Linked DNA regions of Mus musculus: all the other regions are linked to region 5. The links are chromatin contacts, called in public promoter capture Hi-C maps. All regions are on one chromosome and are shown on one strand. The core of a region is the stretch at or near the end of the contact, and the rest is flanking DNA. Distances in the headings are between cores, read along the strand shown. Region 1 holds the start of Atl3 (atlastin GTPase 3). Region 2 holds the start of Lpxn (leupaxin). Region 3 holds the start of Dtx4 (deltex 4, E3 ubiquitin ligase). Region 4 holds the start of Glyat (glycine-N-acyltransferase). Region 5 holds the start of Incenp (inner centromere protein). Region 6 holds the start of Fkbp2 (FK506 binding protein 2). Region 7 holds the start of Mark2 (MAP/microtubule affinity regulating kinase 2).

Evidence for each region. Promoter capture Hi-C pulls out the DNA fragments that hold promoters and counts their contacts.
Region 1: a contact with region 5 is called in a promoter capture Hi-C map of hippocampal neurons, with 8 times the contacts expected there. A contact is called at or near these places in 3 of 39 promoter capture datasets (cranial neural crest, hippocampal neurons and pre-B cells) and 1 of 9 other capture datasets (macrophages).
Region 2: a promoter capture Hi-C map of hippocampal neurons shows a contact between it and region 5, with 8 times the contacts expected there. A contact is called at or near these places in 7 of 39 promoter capture datasets (the 3T3-L1 cell line, hippocampal neurons, liver and 3 more), 1 of 130 datasets of targeted methods (astrocytes) and 1 of 9 other capture datasets (liver).
Region 3: a contact with region 5 is called in a promoter capture Hi-C map of hippocampal neurons, with 5 times the contacts expected there. A contact is called at or near these places in 3 of 39 promoter capture datasets (hippocampal neurons and liver).
Region 4: a contact with region 5 is called in a promoter capture Hi-C map of liver, with 7 times the contacts expected there.
Region 6: a promoter capture Hi-C map of pre-B cells shows a contact between it and region 5, with 4 times the contacts expected there. A contact is called at or near these places in 3 of 39 promoter capture datasets (cranial neural crest, erythroid cells and pre-B cells) and 1 of 484 Hi-C or Micro-C datasets (B cells).
Region 7: a promoter capture Hi-C map of pre-B cells shows a contact between it and region 5, with 5 times the contacts expected there. A contact is called at or near these places in 3 of 39 promoter capture datasets (cranial neural crest, neutrophils and pre-B cells).

The regions. Positions count from the first base shown.
Region 1 is chr19:7,492,856-7,495,823 of GRCm38.p6, reverse strand. It overlaps Atl3 (atlastin GTPase 3), which reads right to left and starts at 1,386. Exons shown (of 13, transcript NM_146091.4): 1 at 1,163-1,386. The coding sequence starts at 1,208. It overlaps Gm52401 (a long non-coding RNA gene), which reads left to right and starts at 2,030. Exons shown (of 2, transcript XR_003952920.1): 1 at 2,030-2,207; 2 at 2,777-2,968.
Region 2 is chr19:12,797,295-12,800,409 of GRCm38.p6, reverse strand. It overlaps Lpxn (leupaxin), which reads right to left and starts at 1,831. Exons shown (of 9, transcript NM_134152.4): 1 at 1,731-1,831. The coding sequence starts at 1,743.
Region 3 is chr19:12,500,639-12,503,716 of GRCm38.p6, reverse strand. It overlaps Dtx4 (deltex 4, E3 ubiquitin ligase), which reads left to right and starts at 1,721. Exons shown (of 9, transcript NM_172442.3): 1 at 1,721-2,710. The coding sequence starts at 2,500.
Region 4 is chr19:12,631,650-12,634,675 of GRCm38.p6, reverse strand. It overlaps Glyat (glycine-N-acyltransferase), which reads right to left and starts at 1,368. Exons shown (of 6, transcript NM_145935.3): 1 at 1,070-1,368.
Region 5 is chr19:9,897,947-9,900,999 of GRCm38.p6, reverse strand. It overlaps Incenp (inner centromere protein), which reads left to right and starts at 1,511. Exons shown (of 19, transcript NM_001369356.1): 1 at 1,511-1,661. It overlaps Gm50340 (predicted gene, 50340), which reads right to left and starts at 1,322. Exons shown (of 3, transcript NR_168101.1): 1 at 980-1,322; 2 at 1-132.
Region 6 is chr19:6,979,092-6,982,189 of GRCm38.p6, reverse strand. It overlaps Fkbp2 (FK506 binding protein 2), which reads left to right and starts at 1,726. Exons shown (of 6, transcript NM_001166368.2): 1 at 1,726-1,796; 2 at 3,049-3,098. The coding sequence starts at 3,053. LOC114841036 (Uncharacterized protein LOC114841036) reads left to right here and starts at 1,750. Exons shown (of 6, transcript NM_001370419.1): 1 at 1,750-2,876; 2 at 3,049-3,098. The coding sequence starts at 1,940. The coding sequence ends at 2,740.
Region 7 is chr19:7,340,237-7,343,670 of GRCm38.p6, reverse strand. Mark2 (MAP/microtubule affinity regulating kinase 2) reads left to right here and starts at 1,811. Exons shown (of 18, transcript NM_007928.3): 1 at 1,811-2,503. The coding sequence starts at 2,450.

The DNA.
Region 1 (2,968 bases), core at 137-2,636, 2.4 Mb after region 5:
TATGGTTATGACTATTACAAAAGACAGTAAACTACCGAAAATAAAACAATGTTGGTATTGGCCTTATGCTTCACTAGGTGAAAATGTTTTTCACCCATACATCCCCTCACGCATGTAAAAGCTGCACAGGAATTTCTAGAATACAAGCTGGTTTTCGTAGGAAGCAAAACAGCCCTCATTTGATGTTGCAGTTTGTATGTAAGCTGAATACTGACATAGAGTACAAATCCTTAACGTAGGTTTTACTTAACTCCACTTCTCCAAAACAAAACTGAGAACCATGACGTTTTAGACTGCTAGGGGTTTTTTTTTTTTTTTTTTTTTTTTTCTTCACCTTTTGCAAAACATTCCACTTCGTACTCAAATTTGAAGACTGGGGTTTGCTAAAAAATTCTTCAAACACTACTGTTGACTCTTCTTTTTTTTTTCCTTTAGATTTCGCAACTGAAACTTGCAATCATTTCAGGGCCATACCCATTAAACAAGCACAGTGCCAGGTAAAATGACAGGCGAAACTGCATCCATGAATTTACGGAGGGACTATTTGGTTTTCATTTAGTACTTTTACCACCTCATTTTATGTCTCCGGCAAAGCCAAAGGAACCAAACTTACTTTAAAAAAAAAAAAAACAAAACAAAAAACTTGCAAAACAAAACAACCAAATTTAGGCCAATTCTTTTATCACCAAACATGGAGATAAGCGCGGGTGGAAAACGAACTTTACTAATACTTGTCAGTATCTCAAGGTCTTTTCGTTTAAAATAAAACCTTTCAACTCCAAGGCTGCACCGCAGCATTCCAGCACTTTAAGGCTCAACAATAAAGCCTTCCGCCGATCCCGGCCCGTTAAGACGGACCGCCAACCTCGCTTCCCGACCCGGAGCGCGCCACCGCCCGGCACGCCCTGCCCAGCACAGGGCGGAGCTCGACGGGCCAGAACACCAGGCCGCAGGAGGCCGCGGGCTCCCGGCGGAGACTGGGAACGTTCCCCGCTCCAGGAGCCCCGGCCCTGAATTCCGAGCCGAGACACCCGGCGGTGCGGCCTCCCGTCGCCACACCAAAAAAGGCGGCGGCAGGGACGGCTTGTCACCTCGGAGCCGAAGCACTGGGAGGCAGCGTGGGTAACCACGGACCGGGTCCCGGGAAAATTGGACGCCTCACCTGCTCCTCTCGATGCCACCGCTGCAGTTCGCTGAGGGGACAACATGGAGCCTCCTCCTTCAGCAGAAGTAGCAGAGGCAGAGAAGACAGGAGCGGGTTGAGGCTGCCCTGGAGGAGGGAAACAGGCGGAGCCTGGACTTGGGGAGAAACCGAGAAGGAGGGGCGCGCGGAGAAAGCCTACAGCTCAGGAGACAGCCCTGCCGATGGCGCAGGGCGTGACGAGGGCGGGAAAGCGCACGCGGCCGAGTCCCGCCACCGTTCGGTGCGCGTGCGCCGGAGCGGGGATCGTGCCGCGGGTACCTGTGACTGCGTACTGGAATGTCGGGTCCATCGGGAATTGTAGTTCGGCGTTTTCTTGGGCCCGGCCCCTCTGACCCGGGTGTTCGCCCTCATCCGGGGCGTAGAGGAAACGGAGGACAGGACTGGGCCGAGTGGGTCTTCCTACCGCTGAACTACAACTCCCATTAGGCCTTGCAAAGGGAAAAAAATGAGGAGGGCTCTCGGAAGACCCTGCCCGGCGCCTAACCCGGGGACCAGGGCCGGGCTTTGGCCACCCGGTTCCCGCCGGGAGCCCCCACCCGGCCCGCGTGCTGGGCTCTGGTGTTCCTCGCTGGCCAGGACTACAGGTGGTGGTATGAAAGAATTAACATGATGACGCGAACGCTTCGACTTTGACTTCACAAGGACAGACCATCGTGACTTCATTATCATCACCATCACCCCTAATCTCTGATCTGACCAAGGCTTACTAAAAGCTAAAGTAACGCCGGTCGTGGTGGCGCACGCCTTTAATCCCAGCACTTGGGAGGCAGAGGCAGGAGGATTTCTGAGTTCGAGGCCAGCCTGGTCTACAAAGTGAGTTCCTGGACAGCCAGGGATACACAGAGAAACCCTGTCTCGAAAAACAAAAAAACAAAACAAAACAAACAAACAAAAAGCTAAAGTAAGACCTTACTAAGTCAGGCTCCGGGTGGCACGCTGGTAATCCCAGTACTGGAGACCAGGAGAGGAGGATCAGGTGTTCAATACCTTCCTGAACTACATAGTGAGTCTCTGTCTCATTTTCGCGCGACCTCAGACTATTCTGAGCCATGACCCACCTTTTGTAAACTTTAGACTTCTAGGACCGTGATTCAAAGTTACTTTACAAAAGGAAGTTGTTGGGAAATGCTTTTATTCATACTTGACATATTGTGAAAATACAATTTGCCACAACTAAATACTGTTTTCTAACAAATCCTATAGATGGAGGTAGTGTCACCCCAGTGACTTGATTTTTCCTCACCATTGTTTCGTTCATTCAGCAAATGTTTTCTTTATTCCTTCGGCCTACCCTGAACTTCCCTCTATCTCTACACCCTGCCAAGCCTTTCAGCTATCTTTACTTCCTGAGCAATTATGCCAAAGGTTATGAGGTAAAAATTATTCGTAGCCTACCTAAAGAAATCCTGTTTACACTTCTTTAACCCCTCTTTGAGCCCCTTTACCCCCCAAACTCTCAAGACTGTTAGGAAACTCTCTTCTAGCTTTTAGATTTAAACCAAATTAGATCTTCTAGGCTATTGTGTAGTTGTTTCTTCTAAGGTGGACATGACCATTGCTGTCTTGAATCAGCCACAGGAGACTCATTGGAGGAAGGTGTATATCCAAGAGCAAATTGACCAGAAGGACTCTTCCATTACTGAAGCTGCCCATGGAACTCATCAGGAGTGCAGGTTCTTTGTGAATCACCCACGCTCCAGGTGAGATTTTTAATTTGTATAGTTGCCTATAAACTGCCCAAGGGACTTCCTGGTGATGTAACTG
Region 2 (3,115 bases), core at 582-3,081, 2.9 Mb before region 5:
AAAGATTTCCTTAACAACTATGCTACTCAGAAATTCTTTAAACTATACATTTTTTTAAAATGTATTACTACACTGGCCACCAGAACAAATACACTTCTAATATAAAAGAACAACCTGTAACATTACCATTTAATTGTACTTAGTGTCAGGTGCTCCTGAGAGTGAACAAGATATTTTGGGTTTTCATTATTTAAAGAAAAACAATAATACCTATTTCAGAAAACTGCTGCAAACACTAAACTTATTTACAGATTTTAAGTTTTCCCAATATTAATTGCCCTTTAACTTTTTGAACTAATATTGAATTAAATGTAGAATGTACTTTGATATTGTGATTAAGGCTGTATTTTGGACTTTGATATAGAACCCAATTCTTTTTTATATAATATTGGTTACTTATTCTTTGAGAATTTGATGTGTGTGACCTATAAAATAAAGCAAAACTAAGATCCTACCTGAAAAAAAATGGTAAAACTCGATGAAGAAATGCAAATTTCCTCCAATACCCACACAGGATATGCATTCATCAAATTCTCAAAGAATAAATAATCAATATTATATAGAAAAGAATCTGGATTCTATACCAAAGTCCAAGATACAGCATTAACCACAATATTGAACTACATTTTACTGACAAAACAGTTAAGGATTTATTTAAAACACCCTTTTTTCCCTCAATAATTTCTATTCTCTTCTTTGTTCCTCTGTTTCTCCAGTTCTTAAAACACAACCCCAATAATTATTTTTAATGACAATGTACAAGCTTTGCATCTTATTATTGTTGGAAGTTTTTGCATAGCTACAAACACAATGTGGAATTAATACAGCTTGAAAAGTGGGTAAAAGTAACTTTGTGTAGCGATAACAAAAATAAATAGGTGATACAGATAGATGGATGGATGGATGGATGGATGGATGGATGGATGGATGGAAGGACAGATGGGCAGGCAGGCAGACAGGGAGGTATGTAGATGATAAAAAGTTGCCAAGGTATATGAAATGAGCCCCAAGGAGACAGACTTTACAGCTCCAGGCTTTTTGACCTAGGTTTCTCTGGACACAGTAGCCCAGCGGCACTTCTACTGACGTTTTCATTACCTCAGAGTGAAAGGATGGACTGTTTTTCTTGAGAAGCAATCTGCTCCTTCAAGATTTCTCTAAATAAAAAGCAACAAAACCTACTACAGTGATGGTCTACCTGTAGTCTAACAGTAAACTACAGAGAAATGAAAGCACTCTGGCCCTTTTGCAATCTCTACAGACCCTTTACACTGCTCGGTCATTTCACTGTCCTTGCACTATCCTCCCTTTCTCCTGGTTTCCTTTTCTTTCTTCTCTCCTTCCCTTCCTTCATTTAATGTCTTCTTCCTTTCCCATCCTTTTTTTTTTTTCTTCCAGTATCATATCTCCAAGCTGTAGAGCTGCCCTATGACCTCCAGTAGCTGCCAAGGGAAAAGGCACTTTCAATTACAATTCCTTCTGTTTCTTTGGCTGTCTGGTCTCAACGCTCTGCCAACTGTGCCGCTGCAAACAGCAACCCCATAGCTCCCCCAACAATGATAGTTCCTCCTGCCTCACTCTTGTTTGAATTGAGGACAGAAGTGAAAACAAAAATCTTTCAGTCCTATCCTCAGTTTGACTAGACCACACTTCATCATTACAGATGGGGATGGATGGCAGCCAGGCCCCCACTTCCTTAGAGCATCTTCTCCAAAGGCCCCTTCACTCACCCAGCTCTTCCATTGTCCTATACCTGCGATGCTCTAGTCTCGAAGATTGTGAAGAACTTTGTTGGCATGTGGTGAAGAAGAGGACCACAACGGAACTGAATGAGACAGTGCGAAGCAGCCTCTGTGACCCCTTTTGGTTCCTGTATTTGCTTAGCACTTCCTCACTTTTGATTTGCTGAATACTTTTTCTTTTCTAGTAGCTCAGGGTTTTTTTTTTGTTTTGTTTTGTTTTGTTTTTTGGTTTGTTTTTTTTTTGGGGGGGGGTTTTATATGTTTGTTTGTTGTTTTAATTGTGCTAACAGAAAAAGGCAGGTTGTGCAAGATTGAAGTTTTGATGCTACATTGGCCAAGGTGGCTATAAAAATTGAAAGTTAATTCTTTTTTTAATTTAAACACCTACTGTATTCAAGGGCTTATCTTGAACACACATAGAAATTTTAGGCTTATACTTAAAGAGTTTTCCAAGTTTAAGTTTCCCATTGCCCACTGCAGGCTATTTTCTGTCTCCTTCCTTTTCTTTCCTTCTCTTCCTCCTCCTTTTCCTATAAAACTAGAAGACCATGGAAGTACAGGTCCTTTCTTAAAATTTCTGATTAAATAGCATCAACTTCATTTCACTATTTGTACTTACTTAGTACAGCTGACCTCACTTCCCATACAAACTGTGATTTTTTAAAACAGACGTTTTAATAATTGTGTGTGTGTGTGTGCTCATGTAGGCATTCATAAGTTGTAAGAGTAAGAAAGCGCTCTCCTTGTACCACTGGGGTCCCACAGATGAAATTCATCAGACTTTTCAGCAAAGTGCCTTTATCTGCTAAGCAATCTCACTGGCCCAGATTATAGATTCTTTAAAGTTGAAGAGAAGTGGGTTCACTTTTGAATTCTCTGATCCTGGTTTATCCAGTTATTCAACATTCAAACGTCTACAGAATAAGGAAGAATCAATTGAGAAGATTTAAGATACTGGGTACTAAGCTTCCAGAATCTGAATTACAATTCCTGCTCAGTTCACAATTTCTCCAAAAAGGTGAGAGAGGTAGATTTTTATCTTATTGTGCCTTTGTTCATCTCAAAAGGAAACAAACAAACAACAAACGCATTTAACAGAAAATTGCCTAGAAAAGGCAGTATATAAAGAACTATAAGTATGGCCCTGTGAAGTGGGTTTTGTCCCAGTGTTTACCAAGAGACTAACAGGAATAGGGAGTAATAACTGGCTAGAAGAATAGAATAAAGGGATAGTTTTGTAATGATCATCTTTTAAAAGGAACAAGTCATTCATTTTACTAAAACCTTTTTTAAGAGGCTCGCTTTTTGTATTACTTTAAGCAGCCATTGGATGTCAGTGCTGTTCCAAACGTGCTCATTGCAAACAGCGCTAG
Region 3 (3,078 bases), core at 472-2,971, 2.6 Mb before region 5:
AGGTCTAGGTTCTCAGGTGTGTTGGGGTTCCCTGGACTGGGCGAAGTGGGTGTGCTGGGTTCTGGTGATGGTGAGTGGTCTTGGTTCCTGTTAGTAAGATTCCTCCGTTTACCTTTCGCCATCTGGTAATCTCTGGAGTTAGTAGTTATAGTTGACTCTGTTTAGAGATTGTTCTTCTGGTGATTCTGTTACCGTCTATCAGCAGACCTGGGAGACAGATTCTCTCCTCTGAGTTTCAGTGCTCAGAGCACTCTCTGCTGGCAAGCTCTCTTACAGGGAAGGTGCGCAGATATCTTGTATTTGGACCTCCTCCTGGCCGAAGAAGAAGGCCCAAAACAGGACCTTTCTCAGACACTGTGTTGCTTTGGCAGTTCCCAGGTGGTACAGACTCTCACCTAAGCAGACTAAATTCCTAAGTTCCTTGGAGTCCCAGGACCAAGATGGCGACCGCTGCTGCTGTGGCTTAGGCCGCCTCCCCTGCCGGGTGGGCACCTGTCCTCCGGTCCGGAAGGTGGCCAGCTGTCCCCGGCCCACACAGGGTGCTGCCTCAGCGCCTCTGTGCTTCTGCCTGTTCCAGAAGCTGTCAGGTTCTCTGGCGCACCCTCTCACCTGTTCAGACTCACAACTAATTACTATATATTCACTCTCTCTAACAAGTTACCCAGGCGCAAATGTTTTCCTGTGTTGTCATTCATTTCACTTCTACTATACTACCCTGCCGTGTTATCGTGGTAGACACAAGAAGACGGAGTGCAAAAGAGAATGGTCAGAAAGTAAACGTTAGTTCTTTCTACTTCCTGTTTGTCCTGCAAGCAGACAGTTAAATATTTCTTAATACCCACCCACACCTTTCCCCAGTTTAAGTTTCCTCTATCTGGAAATTTCTAGTTTATCTGCTTAGGAGCGGTTTTCTGTTTGTCTCCTCAAATATAAAAGGAGCACATGAAACTATGGAAAAGCCATTCCAAAAAAGATTAACAATCTCATTACCAATATAAGATTGCTCCAAATTCCAGCTTCACTTTGTCAGAACGGATTCATTGTGCAGTTCCACCCACGGAGAAACAAAGTGTGTGTTTTCTGACAAGGTTAATACATAATTCTCTTTAAAATGTCTAACTTAATTCGTTTGGAGACCTGGTCTGGATATGTGGCATGAAATTCTCCATCTTCTTGCTTCTCAAGTGTGGAAGTTGCCCGTGTGATGTACCATGCCAAGCAATAATGTGCAATACAGGCTTCAATCCCCTTAGTCAGAACCCACTTTATATTACTTTCCTCTTTAGCCATTGATGATCAAAATGAGCGAGTCTAGCTTGCGTTTGTTCTGCTGTCTCATGGTTTTATTTACATAGACACTGCAGGATGAATTAGTCTACCTTGTGTCTTCTAACAGAAAAATTGGACAGCAAGAACTTCTTTTCTCTCTATGTAAACGCAGGGAACCCTTGGCACTGGCTCTCGATGGTCACAAGTGTGTGGCCTTTGACCTGCACTTGAGGATTTGGACCAGCAGGGGGCATGGAAGCTCTAGATCGCTGGTGCTAGTGGCCATGGGGCGTGGCTTTTGCATCTTTGATGGACAGCTAGGGAACGGTGCAGACGAGGATGAGGTAATAACGGACAGAACAAGGAGAGCGTGGGGCAATTCCTGTGTGTGTGTGTGTGTGGGTGGGGGGTGTTGCGTGCGTGTGTGGGTGTGGATGTATGTGTGTGTGACAGAGAGAGAGAGAGAGAGAGAGAGAGAGAGAGAGAGAGAGAGAGAGAGAATGCGTATGCATGCACGAGCTGTAGGGAGATGCGAGCCTCTGAGCTCACGCCGCGGACACGGCCGGTGCTGAGCTGAAAACAGACAGACAGACAGTTCCATATTTGAACAGGCTGCAAAGTTGGGTCCTGGCAGTGGCAGCTGGGACCGGGATGGCGCGCGTGCTCTCGAGACTGGGGGACCAGGGAAGCCTCCGCGGGCGCGAGCTCGCCTTGGCGCTCTGCCCGGGAGGGGCGACTCCTCCTGGAGGCCACTGAGCCGAGCCGCAGGGAGGGGGAGCTGTGCCACCGCGGTCGGCTTACTCGAAGCGGAGAGAGGGCGGAGGGCGTGACCGTGCGGCGCGATCCACGCGGGCGCCCGCGGAGCCCGAGGCGCAACTGGTGCGAGGCGGGTGCAGCGTCGCGCTCGGGCCGCGCGCCCCCGGGTGGCTTTGCAAGGCGGGGCGGCGAGTGCGCAGGGCCGGGCCTTTGCATGAAGCCGCTGGACCCCTCGGAGCAGCGGCAGAGGCGGCGGAGCCCGGCGGAGCGCAGTCGGAGACGGGCAGCTCCGGGGTCCGTGTCCCAGTGCCTACGCGGCTGCGGACTCCCCCATGGGCCGCAGCTGAGGCTTCCCGCAGCGGTGGGGCGCAGACCGGGGGGCGCGGTTGAGACCCGGAGGCGGCGGCGCCGGAGGAAGCGCAGAAGGCCGGGCCCGGGAGGTGGGCAGCACCGCGCCGCAACCCCGGGCTCGCCATGCTCCTGGCCTCGGCAGTGGTGGTGTGGGAATGGCTGAACGAACACGGCCGCTGGCGTCCCTACAGCCCAGCCGTGAGTCACCACATCGAGGCGGTGGTGCGCGCTGGTCCCCGCGCCGGGGGCAGCGTGGTGTTGGGCCAGGTGGACAGCCGGCTCGCGCCCTACATCATCGACCTGCAGTCCATGAACCAGTTCCGCCAAGACACGGGTGAGCCATTCACATCTCTTGTCTGTCCCAGGAGCTCCCGCCTCGTGGGTCCGCTGTGATCCACCCAGTGGCCAGCTTTGCTCACTGGTATCAGCTATAGGTGTTGAGGGCAGGTGCTTCTCTTCCCTAGGTCCTCACAGGATTCCAAGACCACCTCCAAGTAAATGTCCTTGCAAGTAGTTTAAAGAGTCTTGATTATACAACCCAGCCTCAGCCTAGCTGCAGGAGAACCCCTTTATGCCCCCATCAGCCCCTAGTAGCCGTTTGTGCAAGAACTCTAGGGTTTTGCAAACCGCCTCCCACCCCCCAAGAAATGCTGACTCTTCAGCAAGACATTACTTGAACCTCTTGGCTCACACCTGCTCACA
Region 4 (3,026 bases), core at 119-2,618, 2.7 Mb before region 5:
TGTAGATGTGGAGAAAGTATTAAAAGTCCATTAAAAAACTGCAGGACAGGTCATAAAATCACTCCTAAATAATACACAAAACATGAGTTGTAAAGAAAACATAGGTAAATTCAAAATTAGGCTGTCTTCAGATGCAACCTTTGAACATAAAATTTGATTAATAATTAAATCATTGAAGTGTGAATTCTTGCTTCCTTTCCAACTTTAAGCTTAATGACGTTCTTGTCCATCATGTGCAGAGAAACCTACCTAGCCTGTAATGAAAATGGAAGGATGAGCACAGGAGCGTAGTATTTCCGTATAGTAGGTACCATAGTCATCCATTTCCAAAAACCATTTCTATACTTACTTGCACAAAAAGAACATCTAAGAATTTTTCATTGCATTTGATAATGTACCTTTTATAGAATACATGCATGTTATGTATTTCTTCAAGTGAAATTGCTATTTTTCCCTCAGGCATTTTTAGCACATATTCTGGGGTTCATGTAGTACCATCATTTTTGTATCATTCACTTGGGAGGAAGAAAAGGTTAAAAGGCACATTGCTCTCTCTCTCTCTCTCTCTCTCTCTCTCTCTCTCTCTCTCTCTCTCTCTGTGTGTGTGTGTGTGTGTGTGTGTGTGTGTGTATGCTGTCAGAGTGAAACAATCAACATTTATGTCAATAGATATTGAGAATCTTGTTTTTATGTTTGGCTAGCACAGCTGACACCCTGGCCTGGGACAATGGCTCAGCAGTCAGAAGTGCTTATGCACAAGATTGGTGATCTAAGTTTGATCTCCAAAGACCTCAAAAAGGTGGTAGGAGAGAATCGACTCTACAGAGCTGTCTGTCCACTATCCTTCACAAGTGGGCTGTAGCACATGTGCCCCAATAAAAATAAGTAAGACAGACAGACCGATAGATGATAGACAGATGGATGATAGATACTTTAAAAAGCAGCTAAAATCTACTCATTGCCTATGCATCTCACACAACCATTTTATGATCTAGAGTTCCTGTGTGTTAATTTGGCTTCCAGACTCATTCATTTTACAGATCTCTGCTACTCTGAGACAAATCCTTACCTGGAAAGCTGTCTCAGCAATCTTCGTAAAAATGGACTTCTGAGAGATGAAAGTCTGATACAGCAGGCTTGGTGAGAACCGGAAGAGTGAGTGAGCTTTGGTGAATCTCTTTCAGAAATTAACTGAACTGAGGCAGAAAATGTGGACTTTGCTCTAAGCCCGTTGACAAAATCTTCAGCTTGTCAGGTCTCCAGAAATCTAACTCTTCCCTCCTTTGCTGATCTCATGCTGTAGGAATCGGCTCTGCAAGATGAGGCTGACATTTGCCTTCTGAACTACTCTCTTCTAAATATCACTTTGCTCTTTGCCCCCACTTGCCTTTACTATAGAAAACAAAGACACCATGAGTCAGCAGGGTGGAAAGGGGCAGTTAGGTAAGCAATACCGTCTTCCTTCCCATTCTCATCATCAAATATCTGCAACAGCAACAAGGCAGGAAGTCTGATTCATAGAGCTGAATATTAAATTGCTTTTTCTATCAATGCCAGAAAGGGACTTGCCTGCAGTGTTAACACAGTAAGAATGCCTTTTCTCAGGGTAAAATGCAGTTCAGCTCGGCCCATTTTGAGGATACTGTTAAACTTCCAATGACTTGCTGTAGGGACTTCTTAACCTAACTTTAAGGCAAATTTGCATCTAATTATTTTACATGATAAGGATGGCAGGGGCCAACAGCATGTGTGGAGGACAGAGGACAGTTTGTGGGAATTGGTTCTCTCTCTACACCATTCCCTGGGTCCTGGGGATCAAACTTACGTTATCAGGTTCACTCTGGGCCAAGCTCACTTCTATGGAGACAGAAAAGAATGACCACTGTGGTAAAGTTAGAAAGATATTTAGTCTACAGATGTCTATTCCTTTTAAAATTCAACAAAGGGGCTCTATTAAATTCCCATATTGTGTAAGATACATTTTGATTTTTTCCACAATAGTAAATGATGTTCTATATTAGCCTCCTCTATTACCCTTTCTTATCTCCTCCCCCTTTTCCTCTTCCAAGTTTCCTACCATACCTCTGTTTTACTCTCATTTATAGCTTCCAGATATGACAGAAAATACTTTTCTTTAGGGGTCTGCCTGTTTCACAGATGACCTCCATCCAGTTCTGTACATTTTCTTATAAGCAAAGTAATTACGTTCTTATTTTCACTTAATAATGTCCTGCTGTAAGTGGATATAATACACACCCATCATCCATTCATCTATTGATGGCTATCTTGTCTATTATGAATAGTGTAGTGGTAAACACAGGTATGTGCCAATCTTTGTAGTAATCTTTGATTCTTTCGGTATGTCCCTGAAAGTAGTATGGATGGAACATGTGGAATTGTTTTTAATTTCCTTCAGAAACATCCATATTGAGTTCTGTGGTGACTGAACTAGTTTACATTGCCAGCAGCAGTGTATAAGAGTTCCTTGCTCATTTCATTGTTGCCAGAAATTTCTGTTTGAGTCCTTTGAGGTAGGCATTTTGACTGGAGTGAGATGGAATTTTAATATAATTTTGATTTACACTTTCCTGGTGATAGAGGCTTTTCTTTATAAATTGTCGATACATATTAACACTTGCTCCATCTCTCTAAGAACAGACAAGGTCATTAAAAAGTTTTCAGCCCCAGATCTGCTATGTGTAACCACTATGGAGGGAACTTTGACAGGCTAGGGTCCCTTTGATCACTATCATTTTCCTAGCTAGTCAGGACTTTTGCTAAGGCAAGAAGAGATGCTCAAACCAGAGAACCAGGGAAAGTAGGTAGCTATGATCTACATAGATAGTCAAAAGAGCTTATATGTTCCTTCATTCAAAAGACTGGCACTGTGCAAACTTACACATTTTTTTTTTTGTCTTCTTTTGAAATCCTGAGTCATCTAAGCACAGCAATTGACATTTCCATCACTTATTTGAAGCCATTATGGTTGGCCTTGATTTTCTCCATAACAAAGCTATACTGAACTA
Region 5 (3,053 bases), core at 262-2,761:
GCCTTCTATGTCTTCATCCAAAGGCTGCTAGTGGAAGATTGACTTCCAGGCACCAAGGGTGAGAGTGTTAAGTCCACACCCACAGTGACACACCTACTCCAACTAGGTCACACCTCCAAATGGCGCCACTCCCTAGACCAAGAATATACAAACCATTACAGGTGGGATCAACAAAACCCTACAATGGTGTCTGCCTGCAAGGTATGTTGGGGCAATAGTGGCACAAACCTGTGGCAGTAACCAACCAATATCTGATTTGACCTAAGGCCCACTCCACAAGATCGAATCCTGCTTGGGTGAACAACAATCTGAGACAAGATAGCTCAGGGACCTAGGGTTAAACTAAATACTACTGTTCTACTAAAGGAACATAGCAATAAAATGACTCCTAGTGATTGACATTCTGCTACACTCAGATCATTGCCTTGCTCAGCCATCATCAGAGAAGCTTCCTCCTGAAGCAGATAGGAACAAATACAGAGACTCACAGCCAGACAGAGTTTGCACAGCTCTGCATCAGGTTCTTGCATATATGTTATGGCTTCCAGTGCTTTTATGGAATTCCCGAGTGTTCGAACAAGTGGGTCTCTGGTCTTTGTGCCTTCTCTTGGGGCTTTTTTTCTTTGTTTCATCCAATTCAGATATGATAGGTTTTGTATTATCTTATGTTTTACATCTTAGTTTATTATTATCCCTTAGAAGTCTGTTTTGAAAGGGAGTGGATACAGATGGAAGGGGAGGTTAGAACTGGGAGGAGCAGAGGGAGGGGAACTGTATCAGGATATAGTATGTGAGTAAAGAAATCTATTTTCAATAAAAGGAAAAACAATTTAAAAATAAATAAAACCCCTCTGTTTAATCTGTCCAGGGACATTTGTAGTTTCGCCCACCTCTTGGCTACTGAGAATGATTCTATAAAGAAGGTGGAGGTGTTTTATTTTACAGGTGGTGGTGACACACCTTCAACTCAAGACTTTACCTTTATATGTGGCCAGAAAAATTCTCCGTTGTATGTGGCGTCCAATCTGGAGGGTACTTAGCAAACACTTCCGGGTGACAATCGGAGGTCTAAGGAAACATTCTGTAACTATATGCCTGACTGCTCTTGGAGGGAAGGCTCTGTGAGATTTGCAATGTGTTTCTTTTTACTACTGCAAAGTAGCAGAGCTGTCATTCCGAACGCAGAAGCATTCCGGACTTGAAACGAACCAAGCGGCTGGCTCGAAGATAAATAGGCATCCTCCCCAACCAAGCCTGCCTTCGCAGTGCACGCAGGGACTTGTAATTCGTCGCAACCACTTCCTCGCCGGGTAGATTGCCGCAGCTTCCGGAAGTTGGGGCGTGTTAAAAGCGTCAACGTTCTTCTCCCCGCCTCCTAGTCCCACAGATTGACAGCACTAACAGCCAGCAGATAAGCGGACTCGTGCGTCCTGTTACGTGATTGGTTTGGAGTTTTGTAACCGCCCAGACAAACTTAAGGGGAATTGGTTGAGCCACAATTTTGAAAATCGTAGATTCGCCCGCGCTCTTCGCCCGGTAGGTCCTCGCCTGCGGCGAGCTCGCGGTACTGGGAGTCCAGCCGGTCCGGCGTGGCGGGAAGCTTAATCTGCGGAAGCCGCGGACTGGAAAAGGAGTGGTCCGGGAAGACGCGGCGCCGCCGGGTGAGTGAGAACGGGCGTCGGGAGTCGCAGGGTCGCGGTGTTCGGCCACTGGTCCCGGCCTCTTCGCTTCCCAGGATGGGCCAGGGGAGTCACTTTCGCCTATGGGTTGCTTATGGGTGTGGGGATCACTTCCAATGGTTCTAGGCTTGGAGATGAACTTCGAGGCCCTGCACTTGAGTCCTGGGATCCGAGAATGGTCAGTCCTCTTCCCCGCACGCCGGGCCTAACACCTGTGCAGAGCCTGGGCTGCTCTGTAAACCCGGACTTGAGTCTTTTTATGGCAACGGCTGCTCAGCTTCGTCCCAGCTGAGCAGCATTTAAAAACTGACCCAGCTCCGGAGACCGCCCTGCTACTTATTTTGTCATCCCCGCAAGCGTAGGCTCTTGTCAGCGGCGCAGTTCCCTCCAGCTTCCTGCTGCCAAGCGTTGGGATTGTGTCATTCTGAGCTTGAAACTATTGTCCTGGAGGCCTGTGGCTAGTGGTTAAAAAACATTTTAAATCCAGGCTCCGCCCTCCGATTTTCTTGGTGACTTTGACCTAGATTTGTATGTGCATGGGTATCTTGGAGTATGTGGCAAAAAGGAATTGAGAGGTTTCTTGGCATGGAGTAGGACTCTTGAGTGGAAGAGCAGTTTTAGCGATCGATCTTCCTGCTTGGAGGGGTGTGTGTGGGGAGAAATGCTTAGTTCATTTCCTGCACCCCCAGAGGAGATGGCAATTGCTAATCTGCTGAATGGCACAGAAATAGTATTTGTGGAGAGGAAGTGACCTTCCTTCTCCCATGGTAGGGTTTGTTTATTTCGTGGACTGAAGGTGAAGTTACCCAGGAGTCTGATTCTTGTTACACCTCCTCCTTTCCTCAGAGTCACCTTTTCTAACTTTTCAGCGAGGGCTTGCTAGAAAGCACATTTCCCCATGGAAGAAGAAGTGTGGTATTGGACTTGGTGAAAGAAGCGCTCACTCCGATTGTAGCATGAGCAGACATTTTGTAAAATTTCCCATTTGTTACTTTCTTATAGCTCCTCTGCAAGTCTTTGGAGTCCTTGTGCAGTTTTCTCTTCTCTTTGCTGGCCTTGAACTGATGAGGCCTTGGACTTGGCTAGGGCTGTTTTCTGGTGCAGGGGGATAGGGAGACTCAGTGGAGAGGCCATGCTGATGAGTAGCTGGCTGCACAGTTAATGCTTTTTCCTAAAGGCTCAGTGCCCCTATCCATTCGGTTTTGCCCCAGTTAGTGCTGCCTTTGGCCGTTAGGTCAGGGTGTGTTTTGGCCTGTTCTAACATGTGCCTACTGAGTTGCTCACTGAGTGTCCCAGTGTGTGATGGTGAGACAACCTTTAGGATTAGTTGATGGATGAATGAATTCATTCCACAAGTGCCAGACTCTTTTGTTG
Region 6 (3,098 bases), core at 477-2,976, 2.9 Mb after region 5:
GAACCCTCTTGGCTCTCAACTAGTGTGAGGTTTTTTTTTTTGTTTTTGTTTTTAATATATATAATAATATATATATATAATAGGAGGTATCACCCACTTTCTCTGTTGAGTATACACTTGCAATATTGTTCCTTGTGGCTGCCCCTTTCATGCCTCAATCCTGCCTTCATATGACTGGAAAGCCTTTTTTTTTTCTTTCTTTTTTTCAAGACAGGGTTTCTCTGTATAGCCCTGGCTGTCCTGGAACTCACTCTGTAGACCAGGCTGGTCTGGATTTTGAACTCAGAAATCCACCTGCCTCTGCCTCCCAAGTGCTGGGATTAAAGGCATGCGCCACTAATGCCCGACTGGAAAGCCTTTTTAAAGAAACACACCCAGAGTCTTCTCCACCTACAATCCCTGGCATCCCAGGATTCATCAGCTGCTGTTTGAGATTCCTAACCTACTTGGTCCAGGCTCAGTGTCTACCCTTCTCCACTGTCCTGGGTAGTGTGGGAAGGCTAGCGAAGCACCAAGGCTTTGGCCTGCTACAGAACATTCAGGGACAGAAGTAACTGAAAGTAGCCGCCCTAATGAAGGGACTGACACTGAGGTCATGATCTTGGTGGTATCAAAGCAGGAGTAGGGTAAACTAAAGAATTCCTCAAGATGATGATCATCACATAATTACTTACCCATCCATGAGAGTCTCACATAGCCTGCATGACCTTAAACTTCCTGGCTTCATACATGTTTGGCAAATATTACTGATTTACTGCATCTTCAGCCCTGATGCTGCTTTTGAACTTTCTCTTTTAAGAAAATGTCTCCTGTATCCTAGGCTGACTCAGAATTCTTCATGTAGCTGGAATGTCCTTGAATTTCTGATCCCTCTATATCTACCTCTAGAGTGTTGACATTACAGTCATGGGACAGCACACCATTTTTTATCATGTTTAAATAACTTTCTCAGCAGTGATATTGGTGATCATGCTCTGGCTCAGTGAAGGTTAGGATTTGAGAGCTAAACATTCAGAACCCACTAAGCTTCATCAGATATGCAGTATGCTTCTCTTGGGGTCAACATCATGATTATCTTCCATTGGTATCTGAATAAATGGTCTTAGCAGGGCAAACGGCCTAAGACGGGTATGAAATCACTAGACTCCATAGCCTAACTCAGGTTTGGCTTCCTCTAAATTTCAGGATCTTTAGGTTAGAGAATGTGTCTCCTGGGCAGTGAATGATAGACCTGGCCCAGGAGACGTTTGTTCACCCACAGATGAGACTTGACACTGTAGACCACAAGATGAAAGGGGTCCGCATAGCTCAGGGCCATGTGGTATGGGTGTCATAGAGCGCACCACCAAAAGAACGAACTTAGTCAAGGTCACGCAGCCAGCCAAGAAATGAAAGAACTAAGATTCAAATCCGGGTTGTCGCTCCGAACCCCTAGCCTCTTCCCACAACAACTACCCAAAGGCGTGCCGGTCAGGAAGTCAGCACGGTGCCTGCTAGAACCCCTCCAGGCGCGTGCAGTCATACTTGCTTGACCATGTCACCTTGGCTGGAACTGCCTTCTGTCTCTCGGACACAACTTTTGCCAAACTAGACCCGGAATCTGAACCCCGGAAGTGACGTTGTCACGCAGTCACTCAGGAGGCAGGGCCAAATGAGAAGCCCCGCCCATAGATGCAGCAGCGGGTTTTGGACGGTCCAATGAGGGCGGGCAGCGTGTCCCGCCCTGTAGCGACGAAGACGCGCCTGCGCAGAAGTGACAGCACGAGCGGGATTGGCTCCGGGGGCGCGGCGAGGAGGTGAGCGGGGGGCCACAGCCCAGGCTGGGGGATCCGGGTGCAGGAGGGCAACCTGGGGCAGGCCGGCCTGAAGCGGGCCGGAGTCCGCGTGCCAGCCAGGGGCAGCAAACGAAGGAATTGGGGCTGGGGTCCGGCCTCTGGCAATGCCGCAGGGGGCGGGCTCTCACGCCGTACGGGGCGGAGCCCTGGGGCTCGGGGCGGGGCGCGGAACAGCGGTGGGAGGGACAACGGAGCCAGTGCGAGTTGAGGGCGGAACCCAGTGGCCCATAGCTGGAGTAGGAGGCGTGGGGGGCGGGGCTTGGGGTTTAGAGGAGGAGCTGGAGCAGGTGGAAAGTGGAGCCTTTGGCTCGGAGACAGAGGGCGTGAGATCCCAGTCGTTGGAGGTGGGACTTCAGTCAGTGAGTGGCGTGGCCCCTCTGCTGGAGACTAGGTCTAACATTGCGGAGGGTGGAGCTGCAGGTCAGGGGGCGGAGCTTCACGCCGTAAAGGGTGGGGCCAAGGAGCCTTGCGCAGAGCTAAGCTTGAGCTATGGCCGGGGGCGTCCACGCGGGGGCGGTCTCCGTGGTGGCCGCGCCTGGGGTCGCGGTAGACCGAGAACTCCCCCTGGAGAGGTGGTGTGGGTGGAGCGAGCTCGGCGCCCTGCTGACTCTGAGCCAGTTTGGGTTCCCCGGAGGCCCCCAAGAGCTCAGAGTTGGGGAGGTGCCCCTGGTGGAGGAGGCACGGGGCCGGACTGGGGGGTGCCCCCGGAGGACCGGGGCTCCTCAGAGCCACCTAGTGGAGATGTGTGGGTGCCTCGGGGCCGAACACCTGCAGCAGCCGCAGATGTGTGGGTGTGCTGGACAGGGGGCAGCTGGGTGTGGCGGGAGTGGGGTCGTCCAGTCGGGACAAATCCGGTGCAATCAGATAGGGTTTGGACTTTGCGTAAAGGGGCTAGCGGGAACTGAAGAACGGAGATGGGGACTGGGAGGGAGAGAAGGTCAGGTAGTGAGCAAAGGGAGGGGGCACTGGCTGCTGTGGCCTCCCCTGACCCCCTCCCCTCGCTGCTGGGGTCCTCGGTCAAGCCCCCTTCTCACTGGACTGGTAAGTGTGGCTACAGAGCCCAGGGGAGGGGGTGGTGACCCAGGACTGTGGGATTCCCCAGAAACAGGCAAGATATAATGGGGAGTTGGCGTCCTCCTGATACAGACTGAAGACGTCCCATGACTCCACCCCCCAGTTTTTTGGTTGGGGGTGGGGTGGCCTTTGCCTACAGAGACATGAGGCTGAGCTGGATCCTGACAATACTGTCCATTTGCCTGAGTG
Region 7 (3,434 bases), core at 562-3,061, 2.6 Mb after region 5:
GAGTTTGTCTTAGAAGGGAGATTTGAAATGAAAATGAAAATGAAAATGAAATGGTCTCTCCAAGCCGGGCGTAGTGGCGCACGCCTTTAATCCCAGCACTTGGGGGGCAGAGGCAGGCGGATTTCTGAGTTCAAGGCCAGCCTGGTCTACAAAGTGAGCTCTAGGACAGCCAGGGCTACACAGAGAAACCCTGTTTCAAAAAACCAAAAAAAAAAAAAAGAGATGGTCTCTCCAGACTTAAACATTGTAGAATATTTTAAAAGTCATTTAGGGCTGGGCATGGCAGTGCACACTTGCAATCAAAGTGGTGAGGAAATGAAGGCCGGGGATCAGTAGTTCAACCATCCTTGGTTACATATCATGGCCAGCCTGGGCTACTTAATACCCTGTTTCCAAAAAAAGCAAAAACAAAAGAACAACAAAAACTTGGATGGACAGGGTGGTTGGTGCACACCTTTAATCCCAGCCCTTGGGAAGCAGAGGCAGCTCCAGGAGTTCTTGGTCAGTCTGGTCTACAGTGGGAAACTGTGTCATAGAATCGAAACTAACAGCAGAAAGGAAATGTTATGTGTAATTTAAAGAAATATTTATTTGTATGTGCCTATGTTTGTGCTTTTATGGGTTTATGTGTATCACTGGCATGCGGGTGCTGGTAGAGGCCAGAGGGCATCATTTCCCCTGGAATTGAAGTTACAAGGGGTAGGGAGCCATCTGATGTGGATGCTGGGACCTGACCAGATTCTCTGGAAAATAGTACAGGCTCTGAATGAGCCAGCATTCTGACCTATGTTGTAGTATTTATCTATTTAACTTTTGTGTATATGAGTGTTTAGCCTGTATGTACGTCTGTGCAACCTAGTGGAAGCCAGAAGGTGTCAAACCACCTAGAACTAGTTAGACAGTTGTTAACCACCATATGGGTGCTGGGTACTAAACCTCAGTCCTCTGGGAGAGCAACCAGTCCTTCCTCTTGACTTCTGAACCATCTCTCCAACTCATTTTATATATATACATATACATACATATGTATATATATTATACACACACACATATATACATATATAATTACATTTTTATTTAGTGTATAGGGTAGCATGCTCATGGAACAATGTTTTAGACTTGGTTCTCCCCTTTCACTATGTGGATCCCCATGGATCAAACTGAGTTATTTTGCTGGCCTTTGTTATGTGATTCCATGCCAAGATCACGCAAGCATTTTTCTCAATACTGAAAAAAATACTGTACCTTAAAGGTGTGTTAAGTTTCAAGGACGCTGACCCAGTGCCTGTCCGACCTGGTGTCTGTCCCAGGCTTTACAGAGGAATGAGGGGACTGACTCAATATAAGGCTGACATAGACTTCTAGAAGCCAAGATAGTCGCAAGATGGGCGGGTGTGCAAAGCAGGAGACAGGCAATAGGATGACACTACACTTGGCAGTTGACTCACACGTTGATAGCAAGGTTGAGCGATAAAGTGGGTTTTATGAGCTAAACATGCGGATGGGAAGTTGGCGTTAGGCTCAAAGGACATCAGTTGTAGGAACAGCTAATAGCGGTATTTTCTAAGTCAAACAACAGGTACAGGTGACCCACGCCTGTTCAAGGTTTGAAAATAACCGAAAACTGACGGAAAGAAACGAAGAGATAGATTCTTAGCCTCGGCAGCTCTCGGGTGTTGCCGGAAATGGCTGACTACCGCTCTCGGCCGAGCGACGGAACGGGGGCGTGGCCGGTTTAGCACACGCGGAGCCTCTTCGGCTGTTTCCGGAAACTGCCGAAAGCTTGCTCCAAGTGGGCGGAGAAAGGCCGGTAGGCGTGGCTGCTGGTTGGCTCTGGAGGTGCGGGGAGTCTCTTCGTGGATTTCCGTAAACAGAGCCGAACCTCGGTCTTCGGAATCTAGGAGGTGCGCGCGTCCCCGGGGATTACCTTCTTCGGTAGTTTCCGGAATTCACCCATCGTCTGGGCCGAGAGGAAAAGGCTCTTCCCCCTCCCGTTCCTAGTTGTTTCGGATGTTTCCGGCTCTTGCCGGCGGAAAGAGCCGAGGGCTGGCGGTGGTGGCGGCCATGTTGGGAGCAGCAGGTCCGGCGGCGGCTGCCTGTGTGTCGGGCGCGGAGCAGTGCGGCTGAGGGCAGGGGAGGAGCGAGGCAGGCGGCCGGCTGCGGCGGTTGAGAGTAGGCGGAGCGGCGCGGCCGGGCCGAAAGGCGGCACAACCCAGCCGGGGGTCGGGGGGGGGGGTGCGGTCCGGAGCCGCTCGGAGCCGGCGAGGCCTAGCCCGAGCGGTGCATCACCGGGCTGGCGTGAGCCATCGCCCGGCCTCCCCGCACCCCCGGCCGGGGCCCATGCAGCGGGTGCTCCTGCTGTGAGAAGCCCCGCCCGGCCGGGCTCCTAGCCTTCCCTTCCCTATCTTCCTCCAAGCTTCTCCATTCCCTCCCCTGAGATACCGGCGCCATGTCCAGCGCTCGGACCCCCCTACCCACGCTGAACGAAAGGGACACGGAGCAGGTAAGGAGCCCTCAGGGCTCCCCTAATTCTGTGACTGGGCCCCTGCACCTTACGGAGGCTCCCTCCCTCAGTTCTCCTCGTGCTCCTGCTTTCTTCTACAAGCCTAGGCTGTCATCTGGCCCTGGGTTCCAGCCCTTCACATCCCTCTTCCGAATCCTGACCTGGGACCCACGTCGTCCTGACTGAACTGCACACTTGTATTTCTGCCAAACGCCCCTCGCCTCTCACCGCCCTCCTGCGCTCTTCCGTGCTATCTCCCCAGCTTCCCCCTCTCTTCCCTTTTCTCTCAGGGGCCTTTCTGGTCTTCCTCCACCCACGCTTAAAGCAGCCACCTTCCTGCTCCTCGAATAATACCCCGCGATTTGCCGCGGATTGTTGCCCACCTCTTTCTGCATCTCTCTAGCTTTGTACCCTCTCTACCCGCACCGGCTCTCACAATCCTCGGTTTTCTCCCTCAAGAGTCCGTGTCTCGGGAGTGTGTTCTCGGTCCCTTTCCCCTTTCACTTCCCCAGCTTTTTCTATCCTCCTTTCCCGTTCCAAATTGGGCTCTCCCTGTTGCTTGCAACCCACCAGCTCCACCCTCGTCACCTTTCCAAATCGTTCGCCTACTCCTTGCTCATCACTTTCCCTTCTTTTCGGCAGGAGCTCCCAGGCTCCTGGCACTGGCATGTGTCGCTTCCGTGTTTCCCATACAGCTGTCATGCGCATAGTTTTCCCACAGGTTGCCTTTGGGGTTCCAGTCACCGCTCCCTTCAGAGTCTTTGGATCACTCCTGTTCTCTTCCCCCTGGGGTTTGGCATTTAAGTCCTTGGGCCTCCTGTCTGAATGCTCTTCCAGATTATCCCTGGGCTCTCCTCTACCGTGGGAAAGTCAGTGTTTTAGTCTGGCTGTATTAACATAACCTGTTGCTCACTCTTTTGCGGGCTGCATC